Linked DNA regions of Mus musculus: region 2 is linked to region 1. The links are chromatin contacts, called in public HiChIP or PLAC-seq maps. All regions are on one chromosome and are shown on one strand. Each heading gives the region's core, a stretch centred on a gene start, on an enhancer-like site or on the middle of the called end of the contact. The rest is flanking DNA. Distances are from core to core; before and after follow the strand shown.

Region 1 (7,315 bases), core at 3,058-5,557:
ATCTTGTCTGATCTGGCCTATATTGTGTCAGTGGAAAACCTATTAGGGTGATGTTATAAACACTCAATGTCTGCCCCCAGTGATGTACTTCATCCAGCAAGGCTGCACCTCTTAAAAGGTGTGTAACCTCCCTTCACAGCACTGTTTAAATCTGAGTCTACACCAAGCAGCAGTTATCCACTGGGTGATTCAGTGCTGTACACACTTGTTCTCGGCTCCTTGCTTCATCCCAAGGAGTCTCCACCCCAACTCTCAATTCGGTTGCTTTTCAGCATCAGGCTGAGGTAAGACCCTAAGCAGACTTCCCATGCAACTCTTCTACATGTCTCCCTCGCCTCTGGTTTGTTGTTCTACAAGATTTAAGTATCTGAACCTCCCCAACCCCTGTCCCTTCTGTTTCTCCAGACCAGACCAGCTGGCTCCCTTCAGACCCCCTGAGTACTGCTGTGCATAAGTACAGTAAGATGAGGCACTGGGACACCCACACTGTTTGTTTTCTTCCTCCCGGGGACCACAGACCTAGACTGCTGCGCAAAATCTGAAGAGAGCCATTACACACATATCTGTCCAATTTCTTGTGCTCTGGGCTAAGGAAGCAAGACCAGCCTTAGAACTGAGTTACATCTGGAAATATAATGCCAGAACTGTTTTAATCACTACTATACTTTAGGCGATGTAGCTTTCCAATTAAAGTAAGAGTCACATGATTCCACCGAAGCCGTAACCTTTCTCTTCAAAGGTCAGGGCAGTCCCTTTTAATCACTAAGCAGAAGTCTCAAGGTGCTGAGGTTTGTAGGGCGTCTATTAAAAAGAGAGGAGGTTTTGAACCCTTTCCACTGAGCAACCATTGCTGCCAAGTGGCCCTTGCTCACCAGCATCCCTGGCTCTGAATCCCCCACTTTCTTCTCAAAAGTCTCTTAATAGAATAGTCTGCCTGATTATCCACCTGTTCAGAGTCCAAGTTCCCCACTGAGGGAGTGTATGGGTGGCTGCACACCAGGGGTGCTGGGGAGATTTGCTCAGGGTTAGTGCTTTTTTTTTAAACCAAGGTAAGAACACCTGTTCTTTTAGGGAAATACTTGCTGGAAATAGCAGTTCTACCTTTAGTGTTTAATGCAGAAGAGAATGTCTACCCAATCCACAGAGGAACAGGGGCCTCTCTTCCCATCATTTAGAGGGAACACTTTAATTAGGTTTGGACTTAAGTTCATCTCCAGAAAGATAGCTAATAATATCGGAGAGTTTTTAATAACAATTAACCAGAACAGGATTCTCTCCTTCCAGTCAGCACAAGAGCAATGCAAGAGACCATTCAAAACATTGTCTATCTAATTGACCTCTGGAGAATGACAAATTACACCTGGCAAGTATTTATAGGTTTTTAATTTGGGTTTGTTTTTACTCTTTTAAAAAAATTCACCAAGGGGTATGTATGGAAGCCTTGGTTCATTAACTCAAGAACTGTTTACTTTTCTCTTGTGTTGTGTCGTGCCCAGCGCTGGATATTCCCTGGGGATAAAGTGAGTGTGGCCCAGTGGCCAAGGAACACATCGTCTCCAGAAGGAACAGGACAGGCAACTGGATTACAACATGTGATTGACAATATGTGTAATAGAAATGGTGTGGATGCTTTTATTTAAAAGAGAGAGGCTGACACAGCTGCAGGAACACAGGCCTGAAGATTGATTCTTCAGGTTATGGAAAAGATTTCTGGAGGTGGTCCCATTCCCCTAGTAGATGAAGGACAACATCCCTGAGCCAGGTGTGAACTGGGAGACCATGGAAGAGTTTCAGAGAGGGGGCACTAACTCAAACACTGTGCTGTAGGGGTAGGAGGCACTGTGGCTGTAAAGATAGGACAGGAGACCCTTTGCTGTGCTCAGGCTATTGCCAAGAGGCACGGCCAAAGCAAGTGAGCAGGTCGGACAGACGACAGGCTGTTTGGCAGCTGACTAGCAGGGAAGGATGGAGAAGTTAGCTGTCATGGGAAGCTCGGTATGCCTACCGTGAGGCCTGAAGATGGACATCAAATGAAAATGAGCCCCTCCCCACTCACCCCAAACTTGCCTTTGCGTGTATATGGTCATGTGTGCCTCTGGGGAGTGAGAATTTATGTAGCTTTGAATGGAGCACCAGGGTGTGAAGACCACTGCTGTGCTGACTCTCACGACATGATGAAGTGGTAAGGAAGCCAGAAGGCACAAAGACTAGATTCATCCTCCTCAGTAGTGGTGAGGCCTTGCAATTCTCTATAAGATTTTTTTTTTTGATTTGGACAAATGCAAATATTTTATGAGTTATTCTAAATTATTCTTTTCTCTGTGAAGTACAGCAAATCCTGTCTGGAGGTTAGCTCTTACCTGCATGTATAAGCATGCATGTATGGGTTTGTGTTTATGCTTTAAAATAATTTTCTGGTGGGAAAGTTTACAAACATATATAGAAGGAGAGAAAATCGTTAAAGAACTCCCATATGGCTATTACTGGTTTTGATAATTATCAACATACAGCCAATATTGCTTCTTCCATGCCTCGATCCCTCTCTCCCTTATTATGAAGCAAATCTAAGAAATGACATTGTATTTGTACATATCTTAGTACGCTTCTTTGAAGGACTCTTCTTTCCCTTTTCTCTCATATCCAATGCTGGTCTCACACTCACTGTGCAGGTGATAATGACCTTGAGCTTCCGATTCCTCGGCTTCTGCCTTCTCAGGGCTGGAATTACAGGTGTGCAGCATATGCCTGGTTTATGGAGCACCAGAGAGGGATCGAACCTAGGGATTCATGAATACTGAATTTTACCAACTGAGCTAATCTCCAGCCCTAGAACTCATGTTAACAGAATGAAACTACTATTTAAACATAAAAATACCATTATTGTCTCCCAAATATTACAGCCAGTGCTCTGCTTCATTGGTTTAAACGTCCATGATTGTTTTGTTTTTCAAGACAGGGCCTCACTGTGTATCCCCAGTTAGGCTGGAATTCACCATGTAGACTAGCCTGGTCTTGAACTCACAGGGATCCAACCGCCTCTGCCTCTCAAGGGCTGGGGTTGCTGGCATCTCCATGACATCTGGCTACCGTGTCTTTGCTGCTGGGTTCCACAAGTTCACTTGATCTTGGCCATTCCTACCATCAGGGGCCCCAGGTGTCCCCCTGGGAAGTCCCCAGATCTAGCCAGGGCCTGTATGTAGCTGAAGCCTCAGGGACCGGCAGGTTCACACGAACTTCTTTTTCCTTTCCTTCCTCTGGAGCCCTTTAACTACAGTGAGCCTGGCTCTGCTTTTATCTTCTGCCTTGATTTCCTGTAGGAAGCCCTGACTAGTTGACCCTATCTTTAATGACTGCCTGTGGCTATAAATTATTTGACATTTGACCTTAGATAATTTGTTTATGTCACTGTTGTGCCTGCACGGGTTGCTATGACCAACACAAAACAGGAAAAGTGACAGAGTATGACACACACTGGAAGCCAGGAAGCTTCTACTTTTGTTTTCTGGACAAGTCAACCATTACATGAAAATCAAACTACATGAAAAGACCTCACGTAGGAATTCTAATTGGCAGTCCCATCAGAACCAAGTCCTAATGCCACCCCAATAGCTTCTATGCCTGTGTAAAGATGCTTCTAGGTGATTCTGTCTTTTGTTATTGGGTGTCTTAGTCAGGGTTTCTATTCCTGCACAAACATCATGACCAAGAAGCAAGTTGGGAGGAAAGGGTTTATTTGGCTTACACTTCCACACTGCTGCTCATCACCAAAGGAAGTCAGGACTGGAACTCAAGCAGGTCAGGAAGCAAGAGCTGATGCAGAGGCCATGGAGGGATGTTCTTTACTGGCTTGCCTCACCTGGCTTGCTCAGCCTGCTCTCTTATAGAGCCCAAGATTACCAGCCCAGAGATGGTCCCACCCACAAGGGGCCTTTCCCCCTTGATCACTAATTGAGAAAATGCCTTACAGTTGGATCTCATGGAGGCATTTCCTCAACTGAAGCTCCTTTCTCTGTGGTAACTCCAGCTGTGTCAAGTTGACACAAAACTTGCCAGTACACTGGGTTTGCTCCAGATGCCTCACAGCTCCCCACTGAGCCTGTAGCTGTTGTGAAGCAAGTAGAAGCCATCCTAGCTTGGGCTGTATGGAAGAGCATGAAGCCCGAACACAGGCCTGGGAAACCATGAGCACAATAAAGTGCTTTGTCTTGTGTGTCATATTTACGGCAGCTTGATAATGCATTAACAACCTCTCTAGTTCCTGCCTTGCCTGCTGTGCTTACAGGATTAAAATCCCTCCACACTTATGACTCAACACAACACACTGAGTAACTCTAGTTTAGCTGAGAGTTCAGATAAGTAAACTTAGAGATCTCACCATCTCTTTGTAAAATGTAATGGCATTCCCATCTCTCCCATGTTGACTCACTCTGGCCTTCAGCCATGTCTGTCATCATTAATTGCAGAGTGTCTTGAGTTAATTATTCTAGTGAGCAAGACTCCAGATAGCTACCTTGATAGGTTCCAAATAGTTTAAGACTTCATCAGTCTTTCATCCAGCTCATCCTTCCATCTTTCCTGGGTCCTGCACTCTACAGTAGCTGCATCCCTGCCGTTCCCCTCTGCAGCATCTTATCTCAGCTCTACCTCCACTCTCTCTCTTCTAAAGTATTTATTGGCATCTCCTATCTGCCATCATGCCTGGGAAAGTGGCTGAGGGCCTGTGTTTGTTCTGTGTGGGACTTCCATGACGCCCCCCGCTCCCTGGCGGCCTCTCACTTCAGCCATACTTAGGCTTTTGGGGCCTTGCTGTAGGCTGTGGAATGCTCTTCTCAGCTTCAGTCCTGGTCTTCATTCCCACCCTCCGAGGGTCCTTATGCTGAGGTGCTGAGTCTTGCAAGGTGTCTGTGGAGGTGAACTCATGCTGATCCCCACTTGTAAAACTCTTTGAGCCTGCTAATGACAGCTAACATACTTCACACACTGGTGAGAATCCAGTTTGCATTGTGCTGACAACAAAAGTACCAAAGTACATCTGAGAGCCAGTTGTGTCTTTTACAAATTCAGAAAGGCTAGCTTTTTACTACCAGTCTGTAACTCACTGGTACAATGCTGGACTAGTGCATATAAAGCCCTGGGCTCAATCCCAGGCACAGCAGAAAAAGGGCTTGATTTCTGGTCCATGCTGTCAAATGAAAATGCGAGTAGAAATGCATATAAAGAAGGTTAAGATCAACATTCAAAGCCATTAGGAAGTTTCCAGTGGATGAGTGAAAAGAACTCCAGCTCTGGGTGTGCCCCTGGAAGCCAGGGACAGGAACACTCAGCTTAAACAGCCCATGGTCCTCAGTTCCACTGGTACTTACTAAATACGGCAACAACGTGTTCTGCGTGTCTTCTTAGGTACTGAGCTACTTCATTGTTCAGTGACTTTCTAAGACCCATCACATCTGCCGCTCGGCCCTGAAGGAACTGTGGGTGGTAATGCTGGGCAGGATATCCAGTTTCACAGCCAGAGATAGAGAAGCTCTGTGTGATGCTCCCACAACCTAAGCTGGCATTTGCAACTACTCTGGCATGGTGAGGTTGCTACTCTTTCTGAAAGGGTTTGTTTGTTTGCTTAGTGTTTTATCTGTGTGTGTGTCTGTCTGAACACACACACACACACACACACACACACACACACACACACACACACACACATCTCCATGTGGAGTCCTGTGGAGGCCAGAAGAGGGCATCAGATTTCCTGCAGCTATAGAACAGGGGAGTAAGTGAGCTGCCCAGAGTGCATTCTGGGAGCCATACTCTGGTCCTTTGGGGGAGCTGCAAGGACTCTGAGCATTTCACCAGCACTAATTTAAAAATTTTAATATTGTTTTGCATATAGATTTCAAACATTAAAGTTCACTTTAGTTTTTGATACTGTCTACACTATAAGCTGCACAGCATTCATAAACTATTCTTTAAAATTGTGCATACTCTTCCATAAAAAGTCAGATAGCACCACAGATCAACAAATGCCAAGCCTACTGAACAGTCAGATCACACCATGTTCCCATTTCTGTTTCCTAAAATGGTCTATTTTTCTTGAAAATGTCAAGTGCTTAATAATAGACACATCAGGATAATGACTTACATTTCACAGAGTATGACATTGTTGTGTGACAAGACATTTTCTGGAGAGACACACATCTAATCACCCCAGATAAGAAACCCATGACAGACCAAGGTGGAGTTACAGGAATATGGGTGAGGGCATGGTGGCATACACCTGTAACCTCAGTGTGTAGAAGGTAGAAGCCGCAGAATCAGTAGTTTAATGTCATTCTTGCCTACAGTGAGTTCAAGGCCAATAACCTGAACTGCCTCAAAACAAAGTAAAACTTAATAATACTGCTCTAAGTCTCCTTGCTTTGGTACAAGCCAAGCCAAAATAGTAAAATGAAGAGAGATGGCAGATGCTCTAGCTGGAGAAGGGCTGTGGCTATTGGCAGGATGCTAGTTGGTAGGCTAAGAAACCTTTGGAAACATTTGAAGAGATGTGTGAACTAACATTGTAGGAATATGTGTATACATATCACTTATAAAAATATATAAGACTGAAAGTCACGAGGTACCAAGACACACTAGACATTAGACAGCAAAGGGCCTTAGCTCCATCTTCACATCTGGCCCACCCCTTATTTCGAGTTTAACTCACTATCTTCCAGAAATCTAAGTTATCCATTGAACAAGCTGTAACATGCCAGGAGCATTGTTCAGAGCGCTAACACACTAGAACATTTGCTACAGTATGCCTATACACTGGACATTTACTCAAAAAAGGTTAAGATTTCATCTGAGAAAACTGACATGCTTATCCTGGCCCATAGTTGATAGGTTTTCACATAGCAAAGGAGGCACAGTCATTTGGGCTGCATTAAAAATCAACAACACAAGAAGAATTTGCAACAGAAGCCCAGTCTGTAAGATTCCTGGTTTCTAAGGCTGTCTTATTAGCAATGCCTAAGGGAAGCTTTACCATATAGAGAAAAGCAAAAACAAGAAACAAGCATAAGACAATGACCCTTTAAGAACCATCTACGGCAGTGGCCCTCGCCTTCCTATTGCTGTGTTCATTTAATACAGTTCCTCATGCTGTGGTGATCTCCCAACCAATAGAATTATCTCACGGCTACTTCATAACTGTCTTTTTTGCCGTTGTGAAATTGTAATGTAAATATTTAATATGCAGGACGGTCTTAGGTGACCGCTGTGCCCAGGGTCATCCAACCCTCAAAGGTTGAATGACTCCCTCCCTATAGGTTGAGAATCG
Region 2 (7,315 bases), core at 2,566-5,065, 360 kb before region 1:
AAAATTCTACCCCACATGGCCTTGAAAGCTAGACTCTCATCAGAGTGTGCAGGGAGAGCCAGTTTGGCAAAGGAAAATGACTTGATTACCTTTCAATTTAGGGATTATGTAGTTGGGACTTATTGCATGCCTTGCCTAACTGGGGGTCAGCCACAAAATACTTTTTTGCTATTAAACTATTTCTAAATCCTTCCTATGTTGGTTATTTTGGTGTCACTGTCAGAGGAGGAAAGCTTTGTGTTGGCTCATGTTTTCAGAGATGTTTCAGCTGTGGTGGCAAGGAAGGCATGTCTGAAGGTGTGTCAGTGGCTGTTCAGGAAAAAGAAGGAGAGGGTGTGGGGAGGAGCTAGCGGTGTCTTTAGTCGATACTCCACTTCTGCCATCAGAACCCACTTCCTAAAGCCTCTACACCTTTCCACATAGTGCCGCATGCAGGTGACCAAGCCTGCAAACAAGGGTCCATCTGGGTATTTCAGATTATGGTAACAATGCATGATTGTAGAGAAATGTGAGTGCCAGAAACTGCAGCTGAGTAATCAGGTTCAGATCCAGCCTTGACCATGTGGGATGCACTAAGTGTGATTTAACCGAATGAGCTGGAGTAAATCAGCAATAATGGTTTTGCAAACTGATTATAAAGGTAAGATTAAATTAAATGTACAAATGGATAAAGAATGTCAGTGTCGGCTGGTGTTTACACACGCCTTTAACCCCAGCACTCTGAGTCAGAGGCCAGCCAGGTCTACAGAGAGCGTCCCAGGATGGCCAAGGCTACACAGAGAAATCTTGTCTTGAAAACCAAACCAAACTAACCAACCAACCAACCAACCAAACAAACAAACAAACAAAAAGAATGTCTAACAACAGTGATAGGTAATAGATAATAACTCAGGTGTTCCAAATTCAGATTTGCTTCTTATAATACAGAGGTGTGGTGGGATTTTTATACCCGTGATTTCTTTTGAGAGAATACTACAAGTAAAACTGTAAGGAGTGAGAAAGACAGTGGAGAGCAGACAGAAAATGTTCATCTTGATCTTGTCTGGGAACTCTGCATGGCAAATAATAACATGAAACTTTTCCTCTCTCTATTAATCAGTCCTTGTCCACTAGCCACCTCTAGGGTGCAACTTCTTTAACACTTCAGGGAGAGCCATTTCTGCCCACTGAGGGAAATTCTCAGAAGAGGGAGCAACTTTGGGCTTCTGGCAGCCAGCAGGCAAACCAGTACTGGGATTAAGGCACAGGCCTGTTGTGAAGGACCTGGGCAGGACACCAAGGAGGCTTACATGCTTTGAGACAGTGGTGTTCACTGAGCGTGGAGGCTGTGCATTTCAATTCCCAGTCCTTCCTCCTTCAGTCACTCCTCCAGTGGTTGCTAGGTGATGATCCATCACTTCTGTGTTGAGCACTCTTCAGGAGCATGGGTTGCCTCTGCCAGTGAGAGGAAGGGCATTCCCTTATATTCTCACAGAGAGACAATAAACAAATGAATGTAATAATTACTGACATATGTCTTATGGTGAAAAGTGCACCCTGAGCTGATAACAAGAGCTTCTTCTTTCACTGAAGACACACGGTATGGGAAGACTTGATTATCAGCTCCCCAGAGGAGTGTGAAGTATAGTATATGATATATATATTCTATACCAGCACACAGGCATTTTCAGTTAGAGAGCTGAAAAGGACACTGCTTTTGGGACATGCACATGTCTTATGTGATCTAATGTCTCTGCTTGTCACTTTTCCTCCACAATTTTAGTGTTGGTATTTTTAAATTATGCTCTCTAGTAATTTGATCTAATCTACCAATTCAGTAATTTTATATCTGCATTTTATTTTTTACATTCATTTATTTTGTGAGAGGATACACACACACATACACACACACACACAAACACACAAGTCACAGCTGCCTATAGAGGTCAGAGAACAACTTGAGGGAGTCCCTTCTCTCCTATTCTGTTTGCTCCAGGGGTCAAACACAGGTCACCAAACTTGGCAAACTTTTACCTGCTGAGCTGTCTCTCCAGCCCTATAAGTGCATTTTTAGTATATTTTGTTTTCTAAGGTTTGTTGATATTTGAAGATGATAAGATGAACATTTTGCCCCTTGGAGCATAGTCTATTTTGACAGGTGAGCTGTTTACACTAATAGATCTTCCATGAGGGAGAAAATGCAGGCAAGGACTGGGAGAGCCGCTGCTGAAACCCGGAAGAAAAGGCCAAAGGATCTTCAGCCACTGGGTCACAGAAGCCATCTGAAGGAAGCACCATGGGAGTCAAAGGCTGGCTGGAACCAACATGGAGACAATTAGGCAGTGAATCTCTGGAGCGCAAAGAGCTTACAGCAGAGAAATGGAAGCTGCAACAGAGACCTAACACACCTGCAGTTTTGTTTTGTTTTGTTTTGTTTTTCCAGTGTCTCTGGCTAGGTCTGATGGTTGAGAAGAAATAATGGGTTATAATGATGACTTTGTGGTGGTCAAGAAGGATCTGGAAGCATTCTAACAAAGACCTTTCTTCAGGAAAGACCCAAGTGAACACATCTAAACAGATTTAGTTAAATAAAACAGGGGACTCCAAACACATCCGCTGTGCCTTTATTTATTTATTTATTTATTTATTTATTTATTTATTTATTTTTTTACTGTATTCTGTTTCTTGAATTTAGATGTGGAATTTTCCACTTATGACATCATGCCAGTATATAGAATGTTTCAGCCAGCAGTCTCTTGCATTGGAGATGTTTATGTTTGAGAGGCTCAAGCTGATCTGTCATTTATGGGCATAGAGATTTGTGTGAGGTTCCAAGCACAATGTCTCCTATGTAAAATTTTCAATAATTATGGCCATAATCATTATGGTCTCAGGGCTTGTTGTTAAGAAGAACAATAATCAGCTATCATCTTCTAGGACATAGTTTTGAGGATGACATGAAGCTGACATATCCACTATTAGCATTACCCTATGACTAAGCACTGGTTCGTTTTTTGTTAGAATCGTGTCTCTGTTAGGTTAGGCTTCACTTTTCTCTGCAAAATGGAGCTGGCAAGAATACTTCTCTTTGTAAATGTTGGAGAGAATCAGAGGGTTAGAAGAGAGACTTTGTGTAAAGTACTTTGTGGTGTGCATAATACATGCAAATATCTCAACAAATGCTTGTTAGTATTGTCCTTGTCACTGCCACCACAATTGCCACCGTCATAATCGGCATCGCCACCATGACCACTGAATGTGTCATGTTTGTCTTAGCTGATTCTTCCATATGCATCAATGTGATTCCACAATCATTAGTAAGCATTTCCCATCCATATGCATCAGTGTGGTTGCACAATCATTAGTAAGCATTTCCCAGGGAGGGTAAAGAGAAACAGAGGGGTGTATGTATACAGGATTAAGATAAACGTTTAGTACTATCTCAAGAGTCACAATAGCTGTTTCAGACTCTGAGTTAAGGCAGTGAGAAATCAAAGCAGCTAAATTTCCCTGGATCTCGTCAAGTGTTTACCTCCCCAGCAAGACAAAGCTCTTGGAGAAGAGTCTGTAGAACAAAAGCAGAGACTTGGAGAAGAACTCAGAGAGGTATTGCAGGAAGCAGTAAAGAACCCGCCCTTCCAATCCCAATGGTGCTGAAGCTATAGAAAAGCCAGTGGAAATGAACTGTTGGTGCCACAGGCAGAACAACATATGCTGCTTGCCTTTCCTGGAGAAAGAATAGCAAGAGATTGCTTCCCCAGTGAGCCACAGAGCTCAGCTGGCTCTTCCCTGGTACTCTCTAATGAAATGCAATTCAACAAGCCAGGCCCCAGCATGCTTAACCTTTGGACCACAGATGCCAACGTTTCTCCAGAGAAAGAGCCAGTTGTGCTTGTCCTGGTAGCTGTGATGCAACCACCAAGAGGAAAAAGGCTCACACCCTCTGTGATGTCGAAATGCCTCCAACAAAGGGCTTAAAGGATTTCAGATGCATTTGGAAATTGAATTGTGCTGTCTCTCCTGAGCCAGCATCTCTGAATACCAGAGGGACAGACAATAACAGAATCCAGACCTGACTGCTGATGCAGCCCGGTGATATTTGGGTTGTCTAGTCATGACGAAGCAAAAATGAGTCCCTGTGACACTGTTTGCATGCGGGAAAACACCTCATTCAGCTGTATTTTACCCAGCTCCTTGGCTAGTTCCCAACCTTTTCCACCTCAATTCTCCAAGCAAAACTTAGGGAAACTGACCCTGAACACAGAACATGGGATTTTTAGTAGAGGATTAATGTTCTCACTCCTTTTCTGCTTCTATATATATTTCTTATCCAAGATGCACCGCAGTGAGGACACTCAGGACAGCAATACAGGAGGTCAGCTCCTGCCTGTGTCATTTGAAAGGGGGCAGATCTCAGAGGACCTGTCTGCCTTAGGAGGAAGTGAAAAATGATCTTTTGCTACAAAGACCAGACTCTTTTTTTACCTCTAAAAATAAAAACAGTAACAACAGCCCCCATTTCTTAACAAAGTAATGTCTTCGGCAATGTGCTCTGTAGATTGTAAGATAAGAACCAGAGATCTAATACCTATGTCAGAGACAGAGGTGGTGACTATGTGGCAGGGGCCTGGGATAAAGCAGTAGAGAGACTTTCTGACCATTTGCAAAGGCACAAAAGCTTGTACAAGAAGAGACTGTCCTCTGCTTTCTTTTGCTCTACTCCAAATTTGGTAGTCTGGGGTACTAGACTCGGTACTTTCTGATCACTATGACAAAACACCCAGCACAAGTGATATAGGGAGGGAAGAGGAGTTTATTTTGGCTCTAGTTTGAGGTGACAAAGAAGTTATGGTGGCATTAAGGGGAGGCAGCTGTCCACACTGCATCTAGGGTCAGGAAGCAGAGGGAGATGGATGCTAATACTCATCTGATCTTCATTTTATTCAGTATGGGATCCAAGCCCAGGGAATGGTACCACCCAGGTGGGAATTCCCACCTTAGTTTAACCACATCAGGAAGGTTCTCCAAAAGCATGCCCAGAGCCTTGACTTCTTTTCGATTTTAGATCATGTCAAGCTGATAGTCAATGCTGACTATCACAAGTGGGAAGGGTAAATGCTCTTAAAATGTTTTCAGCTGTGTAATGGGGCAAGAACAACTTTGAACATTGAATTTAGATGTTTTCCTGGTATATTCCTCTCTTGGGTAGTGGCAGTATGCTGCAGCTACCTGATGTCACATCCACTCCCACATACACACTCTGCTCTGGTTAGTTGTGTGTTGGTTGGTTGGTTTCAACTTGACACAAGCTGGAATTATCTGGGGTGAAGACCCTCAACTGAGAAAATGTCTCCATCAGATTGACCTGTAGGCAAGTTGATGGGGCATTTTCTTAATTAATGATTGTTATGGGAAGGCCCTGCCCACTGGGGAGTGATGCCACACCCGTGCAGGTTGTCCTATAAAACAGAAGGCTAAGCAAGCTATGCAGTCCAAAGCAGCAAGCAGCACTCCTCCATGGCCTATGCATCAGTTCTTGACTCCAGGTTCCTATCTGAGTTCTGGAGCTGACTTCCCTTCATTGTGGATTACAACTAAACTCTTTTCTGCCCAAGTTGCTTTTGGTTATAGTGTTTATCACAGCAATGGAAAGCAGACTAAAATCTGTTCCCCACCACGCCCCCCCCCCCCCCAGCACCTCTTGAGCACAGTGTCACTAAACTATACAGAACTGTGCTGTTCTACAGGGTAGGCTCACCAAATGTATTTTCAACTTACTGCTGGCTCTCTGGGCTGTAAACGTGTAGTAAGTCAGGGGTCATCTCAATTGCACAAGAAATACTTTCCATACTAACATTATTGTTTTTGTTACTGTGACTTTATAATGTGAAACACAGTCTCACAGTGACATGACTCATCTACAGGCATAATCAATACTGCATGGCACCCACCACTTCAGTACAATGCTGCACATGGTCAAAACCTCCAAGGAAGGTGCAGGCTGTCTCCAAGCTCCACTGCACAGGGCCCCTCCTCCGCATCCCCAGTGGGAAAGAGAGTTGAGTCATGCCTGTATTATATAAGAAACCACACAGCCAGTTCCTAGGAGACCCCAAGGCCCTAGCAAATTATTAGAAAATGCTAGCAAACTGACCTGCAGGTGAGGGGCTAACTTGATTTATGTCTCCTTATCTTTAATGAGTAAAACGTTATTTATTTCTTCTGTGTTTTCGGCTTAGTTAGTATTTACCTTGGAACATGCAAATGGATTGTATGATAGGAGGGAAACAGAGATGAGGGGAGGAAATAGGCAGGAGAGGCTGCAGAGGAGAAGGAAGAGAAAGGAGTGAAAACAACATACAAAGACAGAAAGCAAACAGCATTACAAGGTCAGCCCAGTGCAGCTCGATACTCACAGAGCAGTCCGTGTGCAAGTGAAAAAGAGTGGTGTGTACTCTGTGTGTGCACTGGTGCACATGCTGGGGATGGACACACTTCTCGTAGCCCCATCAGTTGCCAGTTTTATTACCTACAATGGGAAGCCCAGCCATTTCAGAAGTTTCCCCTTTCTTTGACCCCATGTGAATTACCAGGTTCTTTGATTACTGATTACTGTTTTAGCCTGGTTTCTACCCAAACAGCCTGAGACAAGTCCCATGGATACTAGATGACTTGATAGTATTGGGGAAGCATGGCAGAGCTGGGGTTAGAGGGTGGTGAGCAGATGGTGAGCAGAAGACGGTGAGCTAAGGCGGCCTTGTGCTGCCTGCCACTGCAAGTTCTTGCTCCTGTAGTCTCTTCTGAGGAGTTGTATGAAGTGCTCAGGACTCCTGACCACCATTGTTGCCCTTATCCCATTCGCATCCTCACACTTTCTGGGTGTACATAGAAGATTACAGCACCCCACCCAGAAGCAACCTGGTCAAAAGCATGGAGTTCGTTGCCTGTGGCCAAGCCGAGGTGCGTATGCCCTCAGTTTGTACTGTCAAAGCTGCGTGAGGTCTGTGAAGAAGGTAAGTGATGGACCGGATGTAACTGTCCCATGGTCACTGCGCTAGTTTGGGGCATTTGGTACCCAATGCTTGCAGCTGCCTCCTTCCTGCATCCTCTGTCTGTTGATCTCCCACACCATCTCTGACAGACATTTCATCATCATCATTTGTCTTGTTCTTATTTTTCAAAATTAGATTTATTTATTCATGAAAGGCATGTTCTGGCCTTAACATGGATGTAATCTGCAGGAGTCGGCTCTTTCCTTCCACCATATGGTTCCCAGACATTAAGCTCAGGACACCAGACTTGGTATCAAGCACCTTATGAACTGTCTCACTGGGCT

Evidence for each region. HiChIP or PLAC-seq counts read pairs in DNA pulled down with a chosen protein or histone mark.
Region 2: a FOXA1 HiChIP or PLAC-seq map of pancreatic cancer cells shows a contact between it and region 1. The contact joins two enhancer-like sites. A contact is called at or near these places in 2 of 484 Hi-C or Micro-C datasets (bone marrow-derived macrophages and embryonic fibroblasts) and 2 of 115 datasets of contacts at active chromatin or transcription factors (fibro-adipogenic progenitors and pancreatic cancer cells).

What each region holds. Positions count from the first base shown.
Region 1 is chr9:13,850,108-13,857,422 of GRCm38.p6, reverse strand. It overlaps a transcript of Fam76b not described here. Among named protein-coding and RNA genes, the nearest start is that of Fam76b, 26 kb to the right of the region's middle. Within about 2 kb of position 4,307, at least 8 of the 459 cell types and tissues checked have an H3K27ac peak or open chromatin away from gene starts, as enhancers often do. A contact at or near this core is called in pancreatic cancer cells, where this site is marked.
Region 2 is chr9:14,212,176-14,219,490 of GRCm38.p6, reverse strand. No RefSeq gene overlaps it. Among named protein-coding and RNA genes, the nearest start is that of Gm51286, 36 kb to the right of the region's middle. Within about 2 kb of position 3,815, at least 71 of the 459 cell types and tissues checked have an H3K27ac peak or open chromatin away from gene starts, as enhancers often do. A contact at or near this core is called in pancreatic cancer cells, where this site is marked.